Linked DNA regions of Ovis aries: region 1 is linked to region 2. A link is a contact called in public Hi-C data. All regions are on one chromosome and are shown on one strand. Each heading gives the region's core, a stretch centred on a gene start, on an enhancer-like site or on the middle of the called end of the contact. The rest is flanking DNA. Distances are from core to core; before and after follow the strand shown.

Evidence for each region. Hi-C and Micro-C count contacts between places; a contact is called where the count stands out from the background.
Region 1: a Hi-C map of tail adipose tissue shows a contact between it and region 2, with 2.9 times the contacts expected there. The contact joins the promoter of PRCP here to the promoter of CCDC90B in region 2. A contact is called at or near these places in 2 of 16 Hi-C or Micro-C datasets (liver and tail adipose tissue).

The regions. Positions count from the first base shown.
Region 1 is chr21:12,311,042-12,316,141 of ARS-UI_Ramb_v3.0, forward strand. It overlaps PRCP (prolylcarboxypeptidase), which reads left to right and starts at 2,193. Exons shown (of 10, transcript XM_042238281.2): 1 at 2,193-2,625; 2 at 3,609-3,791. The coding sequence starts at 3,624. It overlaps DDIAS (DNA damage induced apoptosis suppressor), which reads right to left and starts at 2,119. Exons shown (of 5, transcript XM_060403938.1): 1 at 2,045-2,119.
Region 2 is chr21:11,963,313-11,967,995 of ARS-UI_Ramb_v3.0, forward strand. It overlaps CCDC90B (coiled-coil domain containing 90B), which reads left to right and starts at 3,031. Exons shown (of 9, transcript XM_004019415.5): 1 at 3,031-3,167. The coding sequence starts at 3,086.

The DNA.
Region 1 (5,100 bases), core at 943-3,442, 350 kb after region 2:
TGTGCAGCTGATAAATACCAGCTGATGGGAATAATATAAGTGATCAACAAAATAGACAAGGTCTCTACCTGGTCACTTGATCTATAGCCTAGTAAGAGATAGGTAGAAAATTCTATACAGGAAAAGTACATTATACCATGAGAAAACTACAACAGGAGACTCATTTAGTCTAAGATTGTGACCAAAGGATGAAATCACTCCTTTAAAACACTGGGCCACACTTCTAACGGCATACAGAAAAGGAGATGTGACTAACTCCTCTCCCTTTCTTCATTCCTCCTCAAACTGCTCTTGCTTTGCAAGAAAATCTTTGTCATTCTGTTGCTCTCAGATTTCTCATTTCATATATTATAGGACAGACTCTTTAGCTATGGAAATGGTAGTTACTTTGAGTTGCTTTATTAAAGCTGTCTAATGGTCTCCCTCCAAGGGTGCATAATTTGTCTAATCTTTCTAAAGGCAGTCATAACAAGTCCCTGAGAAATGATCTTCTGACATTAAAATGAAAATTCTGGAAAAGGGAGAGGGAGGTAGGAGATTAAAAAAAAAATCAAAAAAGACAAAACCTCTTTTGTTTGGAGAAATACTGATGAAAAATATTTTTAAAACATTACTCAGGAAACTCTTAGTGAGTATCAAGCACAGTTCATTGCACTTACGACAGGTAAAGTTCCAGAGATGGGGAAGGGGACAGGGTTACAGATAGAAAAAAATCACCTCATGCAGCTGTCCTTTCTGAATACATTTCAGCAACACTGGCCTTTTCTTAGTTTCTTGAACATTAAGATGCTAAGTTCTTTCCTGCTTTAAGGCCTTTACATAACCTGTTCACTCTGGAATTTTCTTCCTTTCTTCTATTGCATGGCTAGATCATTCTCATCTTCTAGGCCTCAATTTAAGTGTCAACTCCTCAGAGGCCTTTCCAAACAAACCTAACTCAAATAGATTCCACTTCATTCTTTTTAAGCCCACACACAAAAAGTTTAAGTTCCGAAGGATTCTCACATCTTGTTCACCATTGTGATCCTAGTACTTAGAAGTTCTTAGCACAGAGGGAGACAGTTAAAAAAACTATCTGTAGAATGAGTAAGTAACTACTGGGTGCTTTCTGACCCAATTTTGCAGGATGATGAAAGGCCTCCTGATAGAAAGCTTCATAAATTGAGACCTAAACAATGATTAAGAACTAGGTGGGATGGGATTCAGATGGGGTCTGAAGGTGAGGGAGAATGGTGCATTTGAGGGACTCAAAAGGACATTCCATGTGGTTGGAGCATAGGGCTGGAGGGGTGAAAAAAAGAGCTGGAGTACTAGGCAAAGGCCAGACAAGAAGGGCCCTGTTAACCACTTTAAGGAGTTTAGACTTAAACCTGAGGGCAAACAGGAGTGACCAAAGGAAAGGTTTTTAATGGGGAGTGTCCTCATCAGATTTGTACTTTATCAGCCTAGCAACGTGGAGACTGGATTGGAACGTAAGGAAATTGAAAGAATCAGCTGGGAGGCTACAGTCATAGTTATGAAGCAGTTGTGCTGAACCAAAGTAAAACTGGCGAGAAGCGTATGGTTTGAGATATTCAAGAGGTTGGTGTGGCTTGATGTGAGAGACAAGGAAGGTACCTAGAAAACTTGTTTCTGGTTTGAACACTCTGCTCAGTGAGCACTTGTCCCTCTGAGTCATCAAAGCAGTTTGGAAAAGATCCCTTTTCAGCAGGTACTACTGGGCATAGCCGCCCGCTGTGTACGAGCCTCCGAGCACCTCAAAAATTGCAGTAGCACCTTTTTCCTCCCTGTATTTCGGGTTCCAGACACTTACTCGTTTCCAGGTCGGTGGCACACAAACGCTCTCTGACTGACTGCAACAGCACCGTCTAAAATGAAAAGAACTGACCTCACTCTTCTCTCACAACCGCCCGTTTATAGACGAGACTGACTCCTGAAAAAAAAACATAGAATGCTCCGAATGCTCACTCAGAACGACGTTCAAGGGTCTTCCTAGGAGTCTCCGGCCCTTGCTCCCCGAGAATCTCCTCCCGCACCTTCTCACCTGAGGCAGAGGACCAGGAACCTGCCCGGGCGAAGCTCAGTGACGCGGACCCCAAGACTCAAGCGGCTAGAGAGTGTCTTCCAATCGAATCTCCCGCGCCTCCTTCCGCCGGAAGTGACGCCATGACCGTCTGGCCTTAGAGCCAATCAGAAGACGACACCGCCCAGGTTGGCGATGTAGCTCGACAACCTGTGAGGTTTTGGGAACAACCATTTTTGTCCGAGAGGCTTAGGCAAGTGTCCTTTCCCAACTGATTGAGCAGTAGTACAGTCTGTACAGTTGGTTTTGAGGCAGCGTTGAGCCAGCCAGGCGTAGGTGGTAGTGGGTGGGAGCGCCCCTCAGACCGAGGTTCACCTGGCTGACTGGAAGTAGAAGCGGAAGTTGGTGGTGAGGGAGTCACGAGGACCGAAAGGGACTCCGCCCGCTGGGGCTGGGACTGCTCCCAAGGAGAGGGGAAGGCGGGGTCCGAAGCTGGGTGCCGGAAGACGGAAGGGGGCGTAGCTTGGAAGCAGGGACCGGGACCTAGTGGGATTCCGGGGCGACCTCCGTTGAGAAGTGGACTGTGTGGATTTCACGCATGTGTAGGGGTGACTAACCGACAGAGTGCCCTAGGAGGTGATTAGGCTGACATGGAGGTGGCGGTGCAAAGGAGCCAGACCTAGTGGGGATAGCTTAGTAGTATACATGATTTTAGTGAAAAAGGCAGGGTATGAACACATTAACACGGATTGGCAGATGCCGCTGCCAGTCAGGAGGAGCAGCTCTGTACCCTGAGCTCCTCTTTTCAGGGTGTTTTGACTGTCAGGGCTGAGTGACTAGTGAATGATTTAGTCCTTGTAGAGCTGGTGGCGAGTGCCAGTTTTAAGTTGGCAGTAGCCCTTCCTGGGGCTTCCCTGGTGGCTCAGACGCTAAAGAATCCGCCTGCAATGTGGGGGACTTGGGTCAGATCCTTGGGTTGGGAAGAATCCCCTGGAGGAGGGCATGGCAACTCCCTCTAGTATTCTTGCCTGGAGAATCCCATGGACAGAGGAGCCTGGCAGGCCACCGTCTATAGGGTCGCAAAGAGTTGGACACGACCCAAGCGGCCTGGCACGTTTGCACGCATGCACACACTATTATTATGTAGGATTTGCGGAGGACAAGGATGTGGCGATGAAATAGAGGTGGACAGGGCAGGGTTTGGCAGTGACGATAAAGGGGGAGGATATAGGGTGCGGAGAAAGTGTTTGTGTGTGTGTGGGGGTGATATAGTTAAGAATGGGGTTCAGAGGTCAGATAGGAGGGGCCCTGGGATGGTAAAGGTAGGCTTTGAGTTGGAAGGGAATAAAGGTGAACTCTATATAATAAAGAGGGGACGGTAAAAGAGGGAAATGAAACCTGGCGGCGCCCTGTGGGACTGGGACGGGGTTTGGAATGGCTTTGGCAACTCGAATTTGAGAGGCTTTGCTGAGGGGCGGGGTAGCATTGGGTTTCCCCCGGGAAGGAGGGGCCTGTCTCGGGGCAGGAGCTGTGGGCTGGGCGGCGCTGCGTGCATCTGCCTGTCTCCCTCCTACCCGCTCTGCAGCCACGGTCCTGAGCCATGGGGCGCTGCTCCCTCCTGCTCCTGCTCCTAGCTTCCCTGACTCCTGGGGCCGCCAGCCCCGTATCGCCGTCACTGAGGGCCCCTAGCAGCCTACCCTGGTCAACGAGCTTCGGATCTCGCCCTACTATTACCCCGAAGTATTCGATTCGCTACATCCAACAGAAGGTAAGGCCAAAAGGGTTGGGGTGTCCGAGTGGGTGGCGAGGACTGGGGTTTTGTGGTTTTCAGGCACCGAAGCTCATTGAAATTGTAGAACCCTAATGCTGAAGACTTGTCCGGTGGCCCAAGTCCCATCTGTTTAAACTCACCTTCCATCACCAATAATTTATTGTCATTTCTGGCTCTACACTCCCTTCTGTGATTGACCATCACAGTCACTTCAACTCCTGCTTGCAGAGGATGCCCTAAAATTCCTTTGACCTCCCGCCAAATTCAAATTATTTAATGCCAGCTCTGGAGCCTACTTCGAGGTGACAGTCATTTTTTGTCCCAAAGCAGCCCCTAAGTTCAAGTTTCTAATATCTTACCAGATAATATATAATATTTTTTCAATCTAAAATGTCAGTCTGTTGTCTTATGCTCAGCTCAGAGTTGCTTTTGTAGCCCTTTTATTAAGAGTTTTCATCTTTCCTTGGAAGTTGTAGGAGTCTGTCAAAATTTGGAGTGGGGAGTGAAGGTGAGCATCTCTATAGTTCTGAATTTTGAGTTCAGAGGTTTAAGGTAGGCATGATGCCTTTGTGCCTGGCTGAAGCATGAGGTAGGTGTTCCCTGAGAAGCCTGAATGAGGAAGTACATCTTTTGTGAAATGACAATATCATTTACAGTTCTGGGAGCCTGTGAAAAGATAAATGACCTTCCCAGGTGGCACAGTGGTAAAGAATCTGCCTGCCAAGGCAGGAGATAAAAGAGACGGGGGTTTGATTCTTGGGTGGGGGAAGATCCCCTGGAGCAGGAAATGGCAATCCACCCCAAAATTCTTGCCTGAGAAATCCCGAGGACACAGGAACCTGGTGGGCTACATTCAATGGGGTCTCAAAGAGTTGAACACGACTGAGCAACTGAGCATGCATGTGTGCATGCATGTGAAAAGATAGGCAAAGATTTGGGAAACATTGGGATTAGAACTTCAAGAGTCTGAGGTTTGGCTTTAGGAGTTAGATAGATCAGAATTCCAATCTATTAATACTAGCTCTCTGACCTTGGGAAGTTTCATATACCTCTCTGAGCCCAGTTTCTTGACCTCTGGGGGATTTGGTGGTGGTTAAATGAGAATAGATGACATATCCCTAACAAAGTATTTGGTCTCGAGCAGACATTTAGTAAATTGATGGTTCCTAACCCAAGTCAGTTTTGAATGGGAATTTGATAGAGAGGGATGACGTGAACTTCTAGTATAAGAAATCATTTTTAACCCAGAAATTTAGAGATTATGAAGAGAAAGCATTCTAGTTTTAGCAGGAGTACTAGGAAACAT
Region 2 (4,683 bases), core at 1,781-4,280:
AGTGTTTATATGTACCATATTCTGTGCTGAGTATTTTATCTGCATTAGCTCCTTTATTCCTCTTAACACAAGAAAAAATATTAACATGTTTATGGAAAAATATTTTTTATCAAATAAGATTTTCAGCAGACAAATAATAGGAGCAGTGGAGAGTCTGGGAACACAGAGCTTTAGGCAGGTCTCACATGCATGCACAGTCACTTCAGTCGTGTCCAGCTCTTTGCAACCCCATGGACTGTAGCCCACCAGGCTCCTCTGTCCATGAGAATCTCCAGACAAGAACAGAGGAGTGAGTTGCCATGCCCTCCTCCAGGGGATCTTCCCATCCAACCATCTCATCCTCTGTCGTCCCCTTCTCCTCCTGCCCTCAATCTTTCCCAGCATCAGGGTCTTTTCAAATGAGTCAGTTATTAGCATCAGGTGGCCAAAATATCAGAGTTTCAGCTTCAGCATCAGTCCTTCCACTGAATATTCAGGACTGATTTCCTTTCAGGTAGACTGGTTGGATCTCCTTGCTGTCCAAGGGACTCAGGAAGTGGCTAAATCTATTAACTGAATACCACCTGGACTCATTCCATCTGCTATCCCCGCTCCTGCCTCTGTACTTCTTTGGCAAAATGAGGCTGTGTGGACTCCCAAATTCACTTGCTGTAGTTCCAGCAAACTTCAGAAGATGATTAAGAATCCCTGAATTCAATCGCTAATTCCACAAAAAGGAATATGATTGGCCCAACATCAATACTGTGTATGTACATTGGGGAGAGAATTTTATAATAATACAAATAATAATATGTATTAATATTAAAGAGGTACACTTTTTCATAACCATTATTGAATTTAAGGTAAATAAAAATTTTGTGTTCTCACTGGTCTGTATCTTCCCGTATACTGAGAGCTCCTAAAGATCAGCTGGAGTTATTTTTATTAATAATACCTGTTGACTTTACTTATATCATTTAACAGATTTAAAATCATATTGGGACTATATTTATATACGTACATAAATTAGACATTTTCTTCTCACTAAGTTTTTTTTAATACTTAATGATTGCATAATATTCCAATTAGGAATATTTCTGCAGGTTACTGAATCATTTTGAACCTTTTGATTATTTCTGTGCTGTGCTTAGTCGCTCAGTCGTGTCCAGCTCTTTGCCACCTCATGGACTGTAGCCCACCAAGCTCCTCTGTCCATGGGGATTCTCCAGGCAAGAATACTGGAGTGGATTGCCATGCCCTCCTCCAGGGGATCTTCCCAACCCAGGGACTTGAACCCAGGTCTCCAGCATTCCAGGTAGATTCTTTACCATCTGAGTCACCAGATTATTTCTAATTTGTCATTATTGTATATAACACTGCAAGAGCTAAATTTTTTTAAAAAAATCTTAGCCTCAAGGACTTCCCTGGTGGCCCAGTGGCTATGATGCTGTGCTCCCAATGGAGGGGCCCCAAGTTCAATCCCTGGTCTGGGAAGTAGATCCCACATGCCACAATTAAAATATCCCTTGTGCAGCCAAATAATAATAATAATAAAAACTTAAAAAAAATCTTAGCTACAAGATAATTTTTTTAGAGTAAATTCTTAGAAGTGAAACTAGCTATTCAATTTTTAGTTTATATATATTGTTACATTGTTTTCCAAATACGTTGTACTAACATAAACTCCTGCCAGTAGCTTGAGTGACAGTATCTAATGGTTTATTTGGTAGAATTGATCATTATTTTTTAGAAAATCTTTAACAGGTAATAATGGTATGTCCTTCTGTTCTATTTTATTTTTTTAAACTGTGAGATTAAACTCTTTTTGAGGAGGGGTTGTTCTTTGTTTTTCAATTTTTAAATAATCACTTATATTTCCTCTCCATACACTGTTAAAGCCCTGTCAGGAATTATGTTTTCTTTTTTCCCGCCTACTTTAAACTGTTTATTTTGCATTGGGGTATAGCCGGTTAACAATGTCGTCGTAGTTTCAGTTGTACAGCGAAGGGACTCCTGTTCTTTTAATGTGTCTCAGTGCTTAGAACGGTGCTTGTCATGCGGCTGACACAAAGCTCTGAAAACAAATCTGATGACTGAGTGGTAACTTTACATTCTTGTAAGAATAATTAAGCCGCTAAAACCTGACGACTGTTTACCGCTTTGTTGTTGTGTTAGTCGCTCAGTGTGTCCGTCCAACTCTTCGCGACCCCATGGGCCGTAGCCCACCAGGCTCCTCTGTCCGTGGGATTCTCCAGGCAAGAGTACTGGAGTGGGTTGCCATGCCCTCCTCCAGGGGATCTTCCCCACCCAGGGACTGAACCCAGATCTCCCGCATTGCGGGCAGATTCTTCACCGTTTAAGCTAACAGAGAAGAATTTACAAAGAATACATCCCCGCATCTGAACCCCACAACTACTGCGTGCTGCTGTTTTCAACATTTTACCATGTGGGGAAAACTCTGGAGTAACTGAGGTCTGAGCGAGATAAAATGGTGATATATAAATCAGGTCGTCCCAAGAAACGAGAGAATTCAATTTCCCTTCTTCCCGTACACTAGAGGGCGAAGCGGCAAGCTTTGCAGCAGCAAGAAATTAGAAACGAGAGCCTCGGGGGGACTACACTTCCCAGAAGCGCTCTGCGCAACTCCCGGCATGCTCAGCGGCCAAGGCCTGCACGTCCCAGGTTGCCGCGGGGTTGGACGTTACTCTGTCGTTCCCTAACCCAAAGAAGTGATGGCCGCTGGCTCTCTGGCGGGAGACGGCCGTTTAGCTGTACATCTCATTGCCAGGGAACGGGCGTCGGAAGGTTCTCAAACAAGATTCCACTTCTTAGGGCGGTAACGGCGTGCACTGGTTGGGGTGGGGCGGTGAGAGAAGCGGAGCCGCTGTAAACCATGCTGGTGAGCTACGGGTCCGTCTGTGGAGAGGCCCAACTTCGCGAGACTGCGCGCGGTGCGAGCCTGTGCTGGGAAGCGCGTTGGAGGTGTTACGGGCCGAAAACTACATTTCCCGGCATCCTCTTGGCGCCAGAACTACGTTGCCCGAAAGGCTGAGCGGGATTCGCCCCGTCTTCTCACCCGGCTGCCTCCGGCTGGAAAACCCGTGAAATGTGGGGCCGCTGGGTTCGGCCGCTCCTGTATTCTGAGGTTTTGAGCCCCTGTGGGCGTTTTTCGCCGACCCTGCGGAGAGGTGAGGAGAGGCACCGTGTCGCCCGATGCCTTTGTTCGCTGTGGGGAGGTGGTGCCGGCTTGGGCGAGAGGAAGGCGAGGGTGCCGCCGCCTCCCTCCAGCCCGCTCCGGGGCCTGGCAACCCTGCTGCCGAGCCTCGCCCCGAGGGGTTGAGGCGGGAGGCGCGAGGGCCGAGAACGGGAGCGCGAGCCTCCGAAGGCCTGTCTTCCCGCCTGGCTCTTTCGCTCGAGCCCCGCCAGGTGTCCCTCTGAACCCTTCTCTGTCAAGGGAGGCTGGTCGTCCCCGCCCCCTCGCAGGCGTGTAGTTTGTGCCCGGAGAGGGCCGTCACCTTTCGCGGTTTGTTCAAACTTAGACTGTGTTACTCGGGTGCCTACCTCGAGCCCAGGTCATTTGGTAATCTACAGCGCCCGTTTCACTTCAGGTCCGCTCTATTTTCGCTGTAGTTTTCGGTTCGGTTCAGTTCAGTCGCTCAGTCGTGTCCGACTCTCTGCGACCCCATGAATCGCAGCACGCCATGCCTCCCTGTCCATCACCAACTCCCGGAGATCACTCAGACTCACGTCCATCGAGTCAAGTGATGCCATCCAGCCATCTCATCCTCTGTCGTCCCCTTCTCCTCTTGCCCCCAATCCCTCCCAGCATCAGAGTCTTTTCCAATGAGTCAACTCTTCGCATGAGGTGGCCAAAGTACTGGAGATTCAGCTTTAGCATCATTCCTTCCAAGGAACACCCAGGGCTGATGTCCTCTAGAATGGACTGGTTGGATCTCCTTGCAGTCCAAGGGACTCTCAGGAGTCTTCTCCAACACCACAGTTCAAAAGCATCAATTCTTCGGCGCTCAGCTTTCTTCACAGTCCAACTCTGACATCCATACATGACCACTGGAAAAACCATATTTTTCGGTACTCGGGAGCAAACTCCAAAAGACGGTGAAGGACAGGGAAGCCTGGCATGCTGCAGCCTGTAGGGTCGCAATGAGTCGGACTCGACTGAGCGACTGAACAACAAACGCTTTATTTACGCTGTGGTTTTCAGTACTTGGCAATCGCCTTTCAAGAAAAAGGAACGTGATCACGGGAAGCTACAGTGGTTGACGGGCAGGTGCGCCTGTCACCAGTGTGTGCTGGACAACTGAATTTATTGAGAGTCGTTTCCAGAATCTTTTCCCCACAATTTTTAAACCCTTTGGGGTTGTCTGCAGAGTAGTTACTTCGTACTAACCTCAACGTTCTCTATTCACCTTAAATCTTAAGTGCAGGGGAACTGAGATGTCCAGCACCACAACTTTGAGCTGTTTTGCTCGTTTCATTTTAGTCACACAGCAAGACTGCAGTTATTGACCGCCTCCCCGCGCCGCCCCCCCCCATCTCTAAGACTGCTGTTTAGTGCCCAGGGTCCTTGGCACGGTATTTGTACTTAGGATGAGCTGGTTGGATGGCATCACTGACACAATGGACATAAGTCTGAGCAAGCTGCAGAGATGGTGAAGGACAGGGAAGTCTGGCCTGCTGCAGTCC